Linked DNA regions of Mus musculus: region 2 is linked to region 1. Evidence: chromatin contacts called from public HiChIP or PLAC-seq data. All regions are on one chromosome and are shown on one strand. The core of a region is the stretch at or near the end of the contact, and the rest is flanking DNA. Distances in the headings are between cores, read along the strand shown.

Evidence for each region. HiChIP or PLAC-seq counts read pairs in DNA pulled down with a chosen protein or histone mark.
Region 2: an H3K27ac HiChIP or PLAC-seq map of bone marrow-derived dendritic cells shows a contact between it and region 1, with 4 times the contacts expected there. The contact joins two enhancer-like sites. A contact is called at or near these places in 1 of 39 promoter capture datasets (pre-B cells), 2 of 115 datasets of contacts at active chromatin or transcription factors (bone marrow-derived dendritic cells and microglia) and 1 of 9 other capture datasets (liver).

What each region holds. Positions count from the first base shown.
Region 1 is chr7:142,390,598-142,396,794 of GRCm38.p6, reverse strand. No RefSeq gene overlaps it. Among named protein-coding and RNA genes, the nearest start is that of Ctsd, 5.9 kb to the right of the region's middle. Within about 2 kb of position 3,419, at least 121 of the 459 cell types and tissues checked have an H3K27ac peak or open chromatin away from gene starts, as enhancers often do. A contact at or near this core is called in bone marrow-derived dendritic cells and microglia, where this site is marked.
Region 2 is chr7:143,034,966-143,041,162 of GRCm38.p6, reverse strand. It overlaps R74862 (expressed sequence R74862), which reads left to right. Exons shown (of 5, transcript NR_110354.1): 3 at 3,782-3,882. Among named protein-coding and RNA genes, the nearest start is that of Cd81, 15 kb to the left of the region's middle. Within about 2 kb of position 2,797, at least 81 of the 459 cell types and tissues checked have an H3K27ac peak or open chromatin away from gene starts, as enhancers often do. A contact at or near this core is called in bone marrow-derived dendritic cells and microglia, where this site is marked.

The sequences.
Region 1 (6,197 bases), core at 2,170-4,669:
TTGAGGTCTGTAGAGGTGAAGGGTCCACCCACAACCACAGGGCTGTGTCATCTGTCTTAATGTTACAAGTGAAGCAGGGACTTTCAGGGGACAGTCTTGTGTCACTTCCAGCTTTGCCCTCTACAGTGAGAAGTGGAGGTTCTCAAATTTATCCCCAGGACAGACTAGTCCATCCTTCCAGCTGCCTTCACTAGGGACATCCAGGCTGGAAAAGCTGGGATGCTGTTTCAGGATGGAGGGGACACATGTCTCACCCACCACTCCCTTTCCTCCTGAGTCATTGCTCCAAAGGAGGGGGTGTTGTAACCCCAGACCCGTTTGTCCAGCTGCCCTGGAGGGGCAGGTGCCACAGGAAGCTGGCATCCCAAAGTCAGAAAGGTACTGACTGCCACCACTGGCCTACCCTGGGGAACAGGCCTTGTGGCTGAGGGTGGAGGGCAGACTAAATAAGATCTTTTCCTGGAGCCTCTGCAAAACAGGTTCCCTAGGCAGAACTGAAGGATGAACTCTGCCCTGGCCTCCCAGGAATCAGCTCTCTTTTCCCACCATGACAATGTCATCCCAGGATTGATGTGGCCCTGCCCCAGGTAAAGGGGTTGAACCACAAACACAGACCATAAAGCAGAGAGGCTGGGCCACCTTTGCTCTGTCACTCTGCATCAGGGACATACTCTGTAGAGCAGGATGGCCTGGGTCCCTTCGTGTAGGAAAGTTGGGATCCCCTAAGAAGGTCTGACCCAGTGCAGGTGATGGAGGTCAGATTGGCCTCTTTCCTGCTGAAAGACAGGTGGCCATATATGCAGTGATGTTGATGGTGGCCATATCTGTAGTTATATTGTTGGTAATGCTGATTGTGGTCATTATTTTCAGTGATGTTGTTGGTGATAATATCTGCAGCGGTGTTGATGTTGGAAACTTGGGGCAGAGAAAAACTATGACTTTGTCCTGAAAATAAGGAACTCTCAGACAATGCTCCAAGATACCTGATAAACCCAACGTGGCCCCGAAGTGAAAAGTCAGGCCAGTCCTGCTAAGTCACTATGATGATCAGTATGACTATTCTGAATACACAATCCAGTCAACCATCTGCCCCAGAACCTGTCCCTTCTGTTGGCCCATATCACCTAACTCAGCCCTTAATGGCCCATGATACGATACCCAACCTTATCTCTGCTCCCCCACTCCCGACCTCTACCATTCCCTTCATCACCAGGCTTCAGGCTTTCATAGTCTTCCTCTTCTTCAAACCCCTTGGAAAAACAATCATATCCTCATCCAAACTTCATCAGCCTTGACAACCTCACTTGCAGGTCCTGAGGACTCCAGTGGCAAATCCAACTTCCAGATACCACATGCTCTCTACTCCAAACCCAGCCTTCTCAGTCTCCACCAACCGTGGTGTGGTAGACAGAATAGCACCTCATCCTCAGATGTCCCCTTCTGGACTCCTGGAAACTGGGAAAGAAGATGGAATCTCACTGTGCAAAAGATGGGTCCTCCAGAGACAGCAAGATGTGATGGGGGAAGTGGGGAATAGAGCAGTCTTTGGAGGTAGAGGGTGGGGTCTTAGCCTAGGATTTGAGGAACAGACTCTCCTAGTCTCTCCCAGGAACCAGCCCCGCGTGCCTGTGAGACACCATGCAGTGGAGAGCCATTGAGCTTGGATTTCTGGACTCTGGAGGTGCAAGAGAATGAGCATGTGTTGTTTTGACTCCCACGGTTTGTAGTCCCTATGACAGCAGCCATAGGACACAAGCACAGGCAGGAAGGAGGGTGACATCTCTGTGTCCCAGCCTCTTGTTACCTTTGTCTCATTCTTCTGGCCCCTCCTACTTCCCTCCCTACCGTGGAACTGTGTGCCCAGCTTTCAACTGTCCAAGTGCCTCCCAGGACTCCCTTTCAAACCTGCCTGTCTTCATCATAGTTCTCCAGAAGCCAAAGGCAGGGAATATGAAAAGGGAGGAAGGCACATTTAAACAACTGGCTGCAGTTGAGGAGCAGTTGGAGCTCCAAGAAGTGGGCAGGACTCCTTCCTCCTGGGGAAGCATTTTTCTCTAAGGTTTTGATCTGATTAGACATGGCCTGCCCACAACATGTGCTTTTCTCATAAACTGCTAAGGAAGATGTTAATCTCATTAGGAAATACTTTGACAGGAAAATCTAGACGTGTGTCTGCTAACATCTAGGCACACAAGAAATTTGCCATCACAACCGGAGCTGACAAGAAGACACTGAGCACAAGAAAGTATTCCATCTACCCACAGTTGATAGGCTAGTCCAGGCTGTAAGAGGAGCAGAGTAAATTTGCCTCCTGTCCCCCACACCCCAGCCTAGCTTCCTGTTACCATTCATGCACCATAGCTGGCCTTGCCATCTCTAGGTTCCTCTCAAGACTTCCCCTATCTGCCAGGCTCCTGAAAACTTCTGCCCCTCCATGTCTGCTGTCCATCTCAACCTCTGTCTCCTGTCTTGGACAGACTCCTTTTTTTTTTTTTTTTTCTCTTGGTTTCTCCTAACCTCATTCTCAAAGGTGGTCAACTTGGAAGATAGCAAGTCACCTATCCAGCCACATGTCTGTGGGCTCCTGAGGGTATCCATCAACCTATAGATAGCCAGCCAAAATGGAGGAAGGCCACATGATGGGCTTGACCCTTAGGCTCAACTTTTCCCAGAGGGCTTATGGCCCACTGGGTTACTTAACTTCTCCTTACCAATTCCCCTCCACTCACCTCTACACACTATCAGTAAAGAGTCCTAGGCCAGAGGTCCAATTCTGGATTGCCAACATGTCACCTCTGGCCACCCACCCCAAAGAAAGCAGCAAAAGGAAGCAATGGTAAAACAGGAAGAAGGGCTCTAAATCCCCAACCGGGCTGGGAAGATAGGAAATCCTCCTTTCAGGCACTGCTGAGAGCTTTGGGTTTAAACAGGAGAAACTGGGTAGGGTGGGAGGTGGCTGAGGTGACTGGTTCTGGTCTAGCTGTGGTCTTGTTGGCCAGTATCTCACTTCTGGCTCTATAAGGTGATTTGAAGGTGATTGCTCTTGCTGTGAGGTGACCTGTCTGCAGGGCTCTGTTGTTCCTGAAAATCAAGGTGGCCTCATATTTAGGACAATCACTAAGACTTTCAGGTTCCTTGGAAGTCTTGAACAGAGAGCATCATGAGAGCTGAAGGCAGAGCCTCAGTTACTTTTCTTTGTATTAAGGGGTACCCTGCCTTAACTATGCCAGCTGCCCCAACCTTGCCCTCCTCCCCACCAGCTAAGGTCCCTCCTTTTAGCTGACCAGGTAGCTTGTTGTTTCAGGTAGCCCTTGATATCCCCTGAAAAACTTGTTGAGTGCCAGGAAACCACACCCCCTTCCACCTCGGGCCTTAGGGTAGCTGGGCCTTTAGGTCTCGGATCAGTGACTCAGCCAGGAGGGGGAGGGGCAAGGAAGAGGACGAATGGAGTGACTCAGCACCTCATCACAATGTTGGAGGTTGGGGTGAAACCAATTTCCACTTAGCATTAGGACCACAAGCAACCTTCTGGTTCCATTTCCTCCTTCTATTCCCTCCCCTACAAAGTGTCCCCCCCCCCGGGCACTCAGAGAGCTTAGGGTCATCTCAGAGATCTGTGGGGGTCAAGGGGTTCTGAACTGGGCTTCCTCCTTTTGTTAGTGACAGCTAATGGGACAGAGGTCTCAGAGCCAACAAGCAAGGGTGGAAAGACCTAAAGGCTGACACTCACATCTCTTCCTATCCTGATGCTTCCAGTTTATACCTAGCCCTCTCTAGAGAGTGGGATGTAGGCCTCAAAGGAGCCAGGCCTTGCAGTCAGAAAGAGAGGGAGTAGGAGGGTCTAGGGCTGGGGACTGTGAGAGTGTGTGTGTGTGTGTGTGTGTGTGTGTGTGTGTGTGTGTGTGACCTTGAAGAGGTAGCATGCAGAAGAAACGCTGTGAGCTGACCCAAAGCTCAGCCAAGGCTGAACTCTGCCTGACCCTGCATCATAGCAGTGAGAAATAGGGGCTCCTGAGCAGAACTTAGGCCAGCTGACAAAAGCAGAGGCAACCTCCAGCAGGCCTGATGTCCCAGGAACCTCCAGAGGCCTTTTCATTTCCCAGCCTCCTGATGGAGCTGGGGAAGTGAGGGAATGGTCCTGGGAACTGGCTCAGGGTTAGAGACCACCTACAGGGCTCCAGACAGCATGGGAGCCCTTCTCTACTAATCACCTTTAACTAAGAGTTCAAGGTATACAAGACCAAAAGCATCCCGCAGCCTGCCTCTGAGGCCTGGGCTACTCCTTCTCCCCATCTCATGTCACATCTCCATCACTAGTATTAGACAAAAGACTGTCATTGTCATAAAGAAGCCCTCGGATACACATTTGCCTCCCCTTCCCAATCCTCCTGACTCACTACATTCATTACCTCAATTCTGTAGCCTTTTCAGTTAGCAATGTGCATCTCTGGATCATTGAGTCATGAGTCCACAGATTGTTTCTTTGTCACCCTGAATCCTACCCTACTTTGTGGACACATATACTACACTTCTATCCAGCCACTGTCTGAAAGGCATCTATGTTCCTTTAGGTTAACGCGATTGTGAAGGAAGCCCCCTCAGGCTTCGTGGGGAAGGTTTTGCACAAACCTAAGTTTCTTTTCTGTTCTGTTTCTTGAGACAGAGGCAAGCAGCCCAGACTGGTCTCTAACTCCCCTTCCTGCCTCTGCCTCCTCAGTCACAAGCCTCCATGCCTCACTTCAGACTTTTACTTCCCTGAGTGAATACCCAGGAGAACAATTGCTGAATTGTATGACAAGAGAACATTTAGTTTTGAAAGAGAACTCCACGCTGTTTTCCAAAGTGGCTACACCATTTCTGCACCCTCACCACAATGAGTGGGACTGCCCACTGCCTCCCTGCCCTACCCTAAGCCAATGTCGTCACCCTTTTGGATTTGGGCTACCTACTAGGCGTGTGGTGGTGTCTCATTGTTGTTCTAATCTGCAATTCCCCAGTGATGGCAGGTGCCAGGCATCTGTTCTGAATAATTGCCTTTGAGATTCTATCTTTGGTCAAGTGATTGTTCAGACCTGTTGGCCGTTTTTGTTTATTATTTTTATTGTTTTTTTTTTTTTTTAAGTATCCCACACTATTGCTCAGACTAACCTGGAACTCACACCAACCCTCTTCCTACACTCTGCTGTTTAAACAAATCTGCTGCTTCCCAGGCAACGGAGAAGCCATCTTTGTGTGTCCTTCCTCCTAGGTCTCCAGTGCCCCTGGGATTTATTGATTGTTCAGTTTGGTGTGAGGGAAGGATCATTAACACGACTCCAATTTCAGTGTACTACAGAGTAGCTTTTCTCCTCTCTGCCCTTCCTATCATCTGGGCACATGCACGGTGATGCTCCTCCTTGCTTCCACCCACTCTCTGTCAACGCCATCCCATCTTGATTACTGAAGAGAATGCTCATCCCTCTTCACTGAAATGACTGCTGTCCAGGTCAGATTGCTCAACCCAGTGTTTCATGGTGGCTTCTGCCTTCCAGTCCATGCATCAGCCAGGCTGTCTAACCTCATGGCCAGTCCATGACCAGTCTCATAAGACACTTTCTTCAGGGTTCTTGGGTACTCCTCTCTTATGGCCTCTGTCTCCAGACAGCCACTGTTGGGTCCCCTTGGTTTAGCCACATAAAGTTGGGAAGCCCCGGGGCTCAATCTCTAGCCCTCTTCTGTGCATAGACTCTGCACACCTGGTCCTTGGTTTCACCCAATCTGATTGGTACAAAACTCTGAATAAGGACTATGCGCTGCTTCTACGGCAGGTGGCCCTGTCTCCTGGACTCCCAACTCAAATGGCCCCCACTACTCACCAGTCCTCAGGCACACACTGCAGGTGCACACTGGACCTGAACTTGTAATGCTGAACTCATGCCTTCTTCGTTAGGCTCCTTCCTCTCACAGAGCACCTCTTGTCCCGTCAGACATCACTAGTCTAGCCGTTTCAGATAGCCCCCCTGCAAAGTCACTACTGATCTCCAATCCTGGTACCATCTGTGCACCCAACAAAGAAACCCTCCTATAGGGCAGACCCTGCCTTTCTCTCCCCACCTCAGGATCCAGGTCCTACTGCTTCCTTTCACCTGGACAGCTGCTGTATCTCCTAGATGGCCTCCTCTCTCTCCTGAGGACCCAATGTCCCTGGCCACTCCTCG
Region 2 (6,197 bases), core at 1,548-4,047, 640 kb before region 1:
GTGAGTGGGTGGGGTATGGCTGGGGTCAAGACATAACATTACGGAAAGTGAATAACCATAAGCGCTGCTGGCTATTAATCCTTTGCAGTGGAACTGGGCTCTGGTTTCCAGATCAATACGTAGTAATTAAGAGAGAAAAATTATTAAATAAGACTCAGAGGCCTTAAATTCTTGGCAGATAAGAGAGTCAGAGGACTTCACAAAGGACATTGCCCCACAGGATGGGGACCGGGGAGCTGTGATGAAGACAGGTCTGAGTGAAGATGTTTGGAGTCCAGGCAGGCAAGAGGATGCTGAATGGGTTGAGGGCCTCTTAACAGGGCACTGCTTGGAGAGGGGTAAGAAGGAAGGATGTGCAGGTTCAGAGGCCACTAGAGAGGGGCAGGGGCAGGGGATGAGCCAGGAAGGGGTAGGATAGGGCTCCAGCAAGGTGTCCGCCTCTGGCCTTATCCGCCTCCTCTAGCCTGCCCAGGGTCTGGGAATGCTTGCTATCCCAAGTTTAAGGCAAGACCCACTGTGCACAAGGCTAATCATAGCAGGGCCAGCCAGTGCTGTGGATCAGCATCTGCAGGACACATGACTTCTGAGTCCCAGTGTCACTGCTGAGTGGAGGTGCAAGGTGCAGATGCAGCACCTAGTGGGGCAGACTATTCTCAATATCTGTCTCTGACTCAGTGCCCAGATTGCACATGTATTGAGATAGATAGAGCCCACGATGAGGATGGAACTATAGGCCTGCAAGTCTCTGTGGGCATCTGTTTTTCTAGCCATATCAGGCTTCTGGCTCCTCTTGCTCTATCTAGGAAATCCAGGGTTTATGTTTTCCTGGCCTGCAAGGAGGCTCCTTCCCACAATAGTGTCCAGGTTTTAACCCCAGGCTTTGGGTCCCTAGTCTGGCAGGCCTGCAGCATCTGCCTAGGGCAGGCTCCTTGTAAACCATAAATGCCCAAGGGCCAGGGACAGCTCCACCCCACTGTTGAGCAAAGGAGTAGATCAGCCTTTCAAGAGAGCTTCAATGTCCTGAGGCCATCTTTGGAGCTGATTCATCCCTTTAGAGACACTGGGAACTATGATGAAGATGGTGTCCTTTTGTCCCTCCATCAATCACTGCAAGGACACACACAGGTGGCCCTAGAAGGAACAAGAACTCAGGTGAGACAACTCCTATGAGCTGGAGCATCTCTAGTGAGGAGAGCCTTCTCCATTTGACTACAGCTCCACCCCAAGACACAGAGAAAGATGATAGGGACTTGTTAGGGAGATTAGCTAATCTCCCTAATATGGCTGTGGACACAGAAGTCTCATGACATCTGAAGACTGGGGAAATAGCTAGTGAAGTCTAAATTTGCCTAGAACCAGGGGAGCCAATGAATTAATACACAACCCAAGACTGAGGGCCTAAAGCCAGGGGTCAGGGCTATCAGTGAAGGGCCTAGATCCAAAGGCTCTCCCAGAGAGCCTGATTTCATTAGAGAGGTCTTATGTCCATGGGCAAAAGAAATCTACCTGGAGGAGGGGCCTAGGGGAGGGGAGGACCTCACTGTTTTCCATGTGGACCCTTAACTCAGTTCAGATGCTGCTGCCCACATTGGGCGAGGTAGGTCTTCCCCACAACCACTGATTCAAGTTTCAATATCTTCCAGAAAAACTTCCAGAAACCTATTCAACAGCAGAGCTTTCTCACCTATCTGGACAGCCCATAACCAGAGTCAGGCTGACACCCTAAACTTCCAAGTCCACCCATGTCAACATGACTAGCAACATCCCCCTAAATCTCCCTTTATCTCCCAGTAAAGACTGCAAGGCCATGGTTGTACACAACATGAGCTAGCCATGTGGTGTATTCCAGGTATCCCCTGAACCCTGCACCAAAGGAGAATGTGTGATTCCTGGTGATGTTTGCTGTCCCCCTGACATCCATAACTCAAAGACTATGGGTCATGTGATTGAGGAATAAGCTAGGGAAGATACATGAAGAAAACAGGTACTGTGTCCTTCTATGTGACTACCTACCCACAGATACCCTTTTTTTAAACAAAAAGATTAATTTTCTGGGTGTGGGGTGCACAGTTTTAATCCCAGAACTCAGGAGGCAGAAGCAGGTGGATCTTTGTGAATTCAAGGCCAGCTGGGTCTACATAGAAAGTTCTGAGCCAGCCAGAGCTATACAGCAAGAAACACTGAGAATTTTAAAACTTTTCATTTTTTGTGTATGTGCGTTTTGCCTGCATATGTGTGTGTGTGTGTGTGTGTGTGTGTAGTGCCCATGGAGGCCAGAACTAGAGTTATAGGCAATTGTGAGCTGGCATGCAGGTACTGTGAACCAAATCCAGGACCTCTGCATATATACCAGTGCTTTTAACTGCTGAGCCATGGTTCCAGACACATTCTTAAAAGAGGAAGTGCTGTGGCCACCAGAATCTTTCTCTGGTCACATGATCTTAGCTAGCAGTCAGAAATCCCCCTTTCCACACCCCACCCCTATTCTGCAGCCCATTTGCCCTCAGCAACTCAGCTAGTCTTGGCTCTTATCTGACAAGTAACCTATACCTTCCCCTGGCCTGAGAGCCCTTATGGTAGCATTGACTTTAACCCCATGGCGTGGTAACACTACGGACACATTAAGGGAGCCATGAACTGCAGATCTCTCCTGGTAGTCAGGGTCAGGCATTTCACCAACCCCCAATTCCTCCTCAGCCTCAGAAGCTCAGATTGCGGTGTAGATTCCTTTACATCCAATTCAATGTAGTGTTTGTTGTATCTCCTTGCAGAAGTGTTCCTCATTCTGGAGCCAAAATTTCTAGGCCAGCAGAGCATAACACTGTGCAAAAAGGAAGTAGAAATTTTGCTTAATGGGTCCTTGGGGGTTGTGGGTAGTAGTTCTATTCCCATGCCCACCCCTTGATTTCTGGATTCATGACTCATGACTATGGAAGAAATAGTGCTGGACACTGAACACTGAGGCAGAGAACATTCAGCCTTCTGGAGAATTCTGCTTCAGCTCTTATTAGCCACTCAGTACCTTATTTTCAAGTCAGCTGCTTCAGAGTGATGGAGACACAGATTTGTGAGTCACATGGATGTAGCCTTCTGCCGTGCTTTAATTTGTTGGCAAGTGTATTCCTTTCTCAGAGACACAGCAGTATCACTGAGGTTGAAGTGTCTGAACACAAACACAGTGGTATAAAGATGGCCTTTGGGGAGGTGACTCATTTAGGAGGGCAGAGTCCTGACAAATGGGCTCCATGTTCTTATAGAAGGAGTGAGGGATGGATCCACTCTTCCCTCCTTGCTAGGGTACAGCAGGGAGGCACCATCTAAGAGGAACAGGTCTTTCTCAAACACATTGATCTTCAACTTCTCACCTTTCAGAAGCCCAAGAGACAAATTTCTGTTGTTTTTGAGTAAGCAGTTTAGGGCTGGGGAGAAAGCCCAGTTGGTAGTATTTGCTTTTAAAGCATGAAGTCTTGAATTCAATCCCCATAACCCACATTAAAAAAAAAAAGCATGGCATGCTGGTGTCTGCTTATAACCCCAGTGCTGAAGAGGCAGAAATGGAGGTGGGGCTGTCCCTGGGACTCACTGGCTAGCTGGATTAGCTGTAGTAGTTTCAATTAGAAATGTCCTTTATAGGCACTGATATTTGAACACTTTGTCCCCAGCTGGTGGTGCTGATTGGGGAAGTTCAGAAGATGCAGCCTTGCTGGAGGGTGCAGACAGACTTTGAGGGTTTATAGCCTTGCTCTGCTTCCAACTTACTCTCTTTCCGCTGTGCTTACAGTCAAAGATCTGATCTGTCCGTGGTTAAAGATGTGAGCTCGCCATGTCTTCCACTTGTTGCTATGCCTTCCTGCGATGATGGACTCGCATCCCTCTGGAACGGTGAGCCAAAATAAACCCTCTCTCCCATAAGTTGCTTTTGGTCATGGTATTGATCACAGCAACAGAAAGTGCACTGCAACAGCTGCTGAGCTGCATCTCAGCTCCATGTTTGCATCTCTCACATTTCCTTGCCATTCATTTTCTTCTTTCTGTTTTTTTAAAATTAATTAATTAATTTTACACTCCATATTTTATTTCCCCCCTCCATCCTCCTACTGATCCACATCCCATACCTCCTCTCCATTTCCCTGTCTCCACGTGGATGTCCCCACCCCCTACCCCACCTGACCTCTAAACTCCCTGGGGCCCTTAGTCTCTTGAGGGTTAGATGCATCATCTCTGAATGAACACAGACCTGGCAGCCCTCTACATGTACGTACATGTATGTCAGTGGCTGGTGTATGCTGTCTGTTTGGTAGTCCAGTGTTTGAGAGATCTCGTGGGTCCAGATTAATTGAGACTGCTGGTCCTCCTACAGGGTTACCTTCCTCCTCAGCTTCTTCTAATTCAACAACAGGGGTCAGTTGCTTCTGTCCATTCACTGGGTACAACTATCTGCCTCTGACACTTTCAGCTGTTTGTTGGGTCTTCTGGAAGGCAGTCATGCTAGGTCCCTTTTGTGAGGGCTCCATAGCCTCAGTAATAGTGTCAAGCCTTGGGACTTCCCCTTGAGCTGGATCCCTTTTTGGGCCTGTCACTGGACCTCCTTTTTCTCAAGCTCCTCTCCATTTCCATTCCTGTAATTCTTTCAGACAGGAACAAATATGGATCAGAGTTGTGACTGTGGGATGCCCCCTCCCTCATTTTATGCCCTGTCTTCCTGCTGGAGGTGGGCTCTATAAGTTCCCTCTCCGGGCATTTCATCTAAGGTCCTTTGAGTCCTGAGAATCTCTCACCTCCCAGGTCTCTGGTGCATTCTGGAGGGCCCCCCAATCTCCTACCTCCCGAGGTTGCCTGTTTCCATTCTTTCTGCTGGCCCTCAGGGCTTCAGTTCTTTTCCCTCACCCAATACCAGACCAGATTCCCCTCTCCCTCCCACTCCACCCCCCCCCCATCCACTTTTCCTCCCGGGTCCCTCCTTCCCTCCCACTTGTGATTGCTTTCTTCTCCTTCCCAAGTGGAACTGAGGCGTCCTCACTAGGGCACTTCAGCTTGTTGACCTTTTTGAGTTCTGTGGACTATATTTTGGGTATTCTGTACTTTTTTGTTTTTTTTTAGGCTAATATCCACTTATGATAGTATACATAAGCGACCTCAAAAATTCTACCAGAGAACTTCTCCAGCTGATAAACAACTTCAGCAAAGTGGCCGGATATAAAATTACTCAAATAAATCAGCAGCCTTCCTTTATACAAATGATGATAAACAGGCTGAGAAAGAAATTAGGGAAACAACTCCCTTCACAATAGCCACAAATAATATAAACTATCTTGGGGTAACTCTAACCAAACAAGTGAAAGACCGGTATGGCAATATCTTCAAGTCTCTCAAGAAAGATATCGAAGAAGATCTCAGAAAATGGAGAGATCTTCGATGCTCATGGATTGCCATTCATTTTCTAACCAAGTTCATTTTAAGTTCCTAACCATTCAGCGAAACCACTAGACATAGTCCGAGAACTGGCCTATAATCCAGATCTGGCCGTTTCTCTTCCCAAGCCAATGGCATAGCCAAGTTCACTGGCCAAGGCTCTGCGCACTGAGAGGGTCCCCTCCCCACTGTCCTGGAGTGTTGTTCAAAATGGAGCAATAGTGCAGCTGTCATTAGAGGGTGTGCCTGCACAACCCTGTTGTCTTACTTAGGATTTCTATTGCAATAGAACACCAAGACCAAAACAACCTGGGGAGAAAGAGGTTTATTTCATCTTGCATCTATTTCCATGTCACAGCTCATCAGTGAGAGAAATCAGGGCAGGAACTCAAACAGAGCAGGAAGCTAGAGGCAGGACCTGAAGCAGAAGTCACGGAGGAGTGCTGCTCACTGGCTTGCTCATCCTTCTTTCTTATACCATCCAGGACCGTCCACCCAAGCGTGGCACTGCCGCCGGTGGGATGAATCCACTTACATCAATCATCAGTCAAGAGAATGTACCACACAGGCTTTTCATGGGCCAGACTGTTGGGGATATTTTCTTAATTGATGTTCCCTCTTCCAAAGTGATTCTAGCCCATGTCAAGTTGACATAAAACTAGTTCATGATGGACAGCTCAGGATGCACAGTAACGTGTGAGGCGTGTTCCTATGAATACCCAGTAGCAGTCAAGATCAAACTCTCATAAGGGCAGGGCCTCTCTTACAATCAAACCCTCACAATC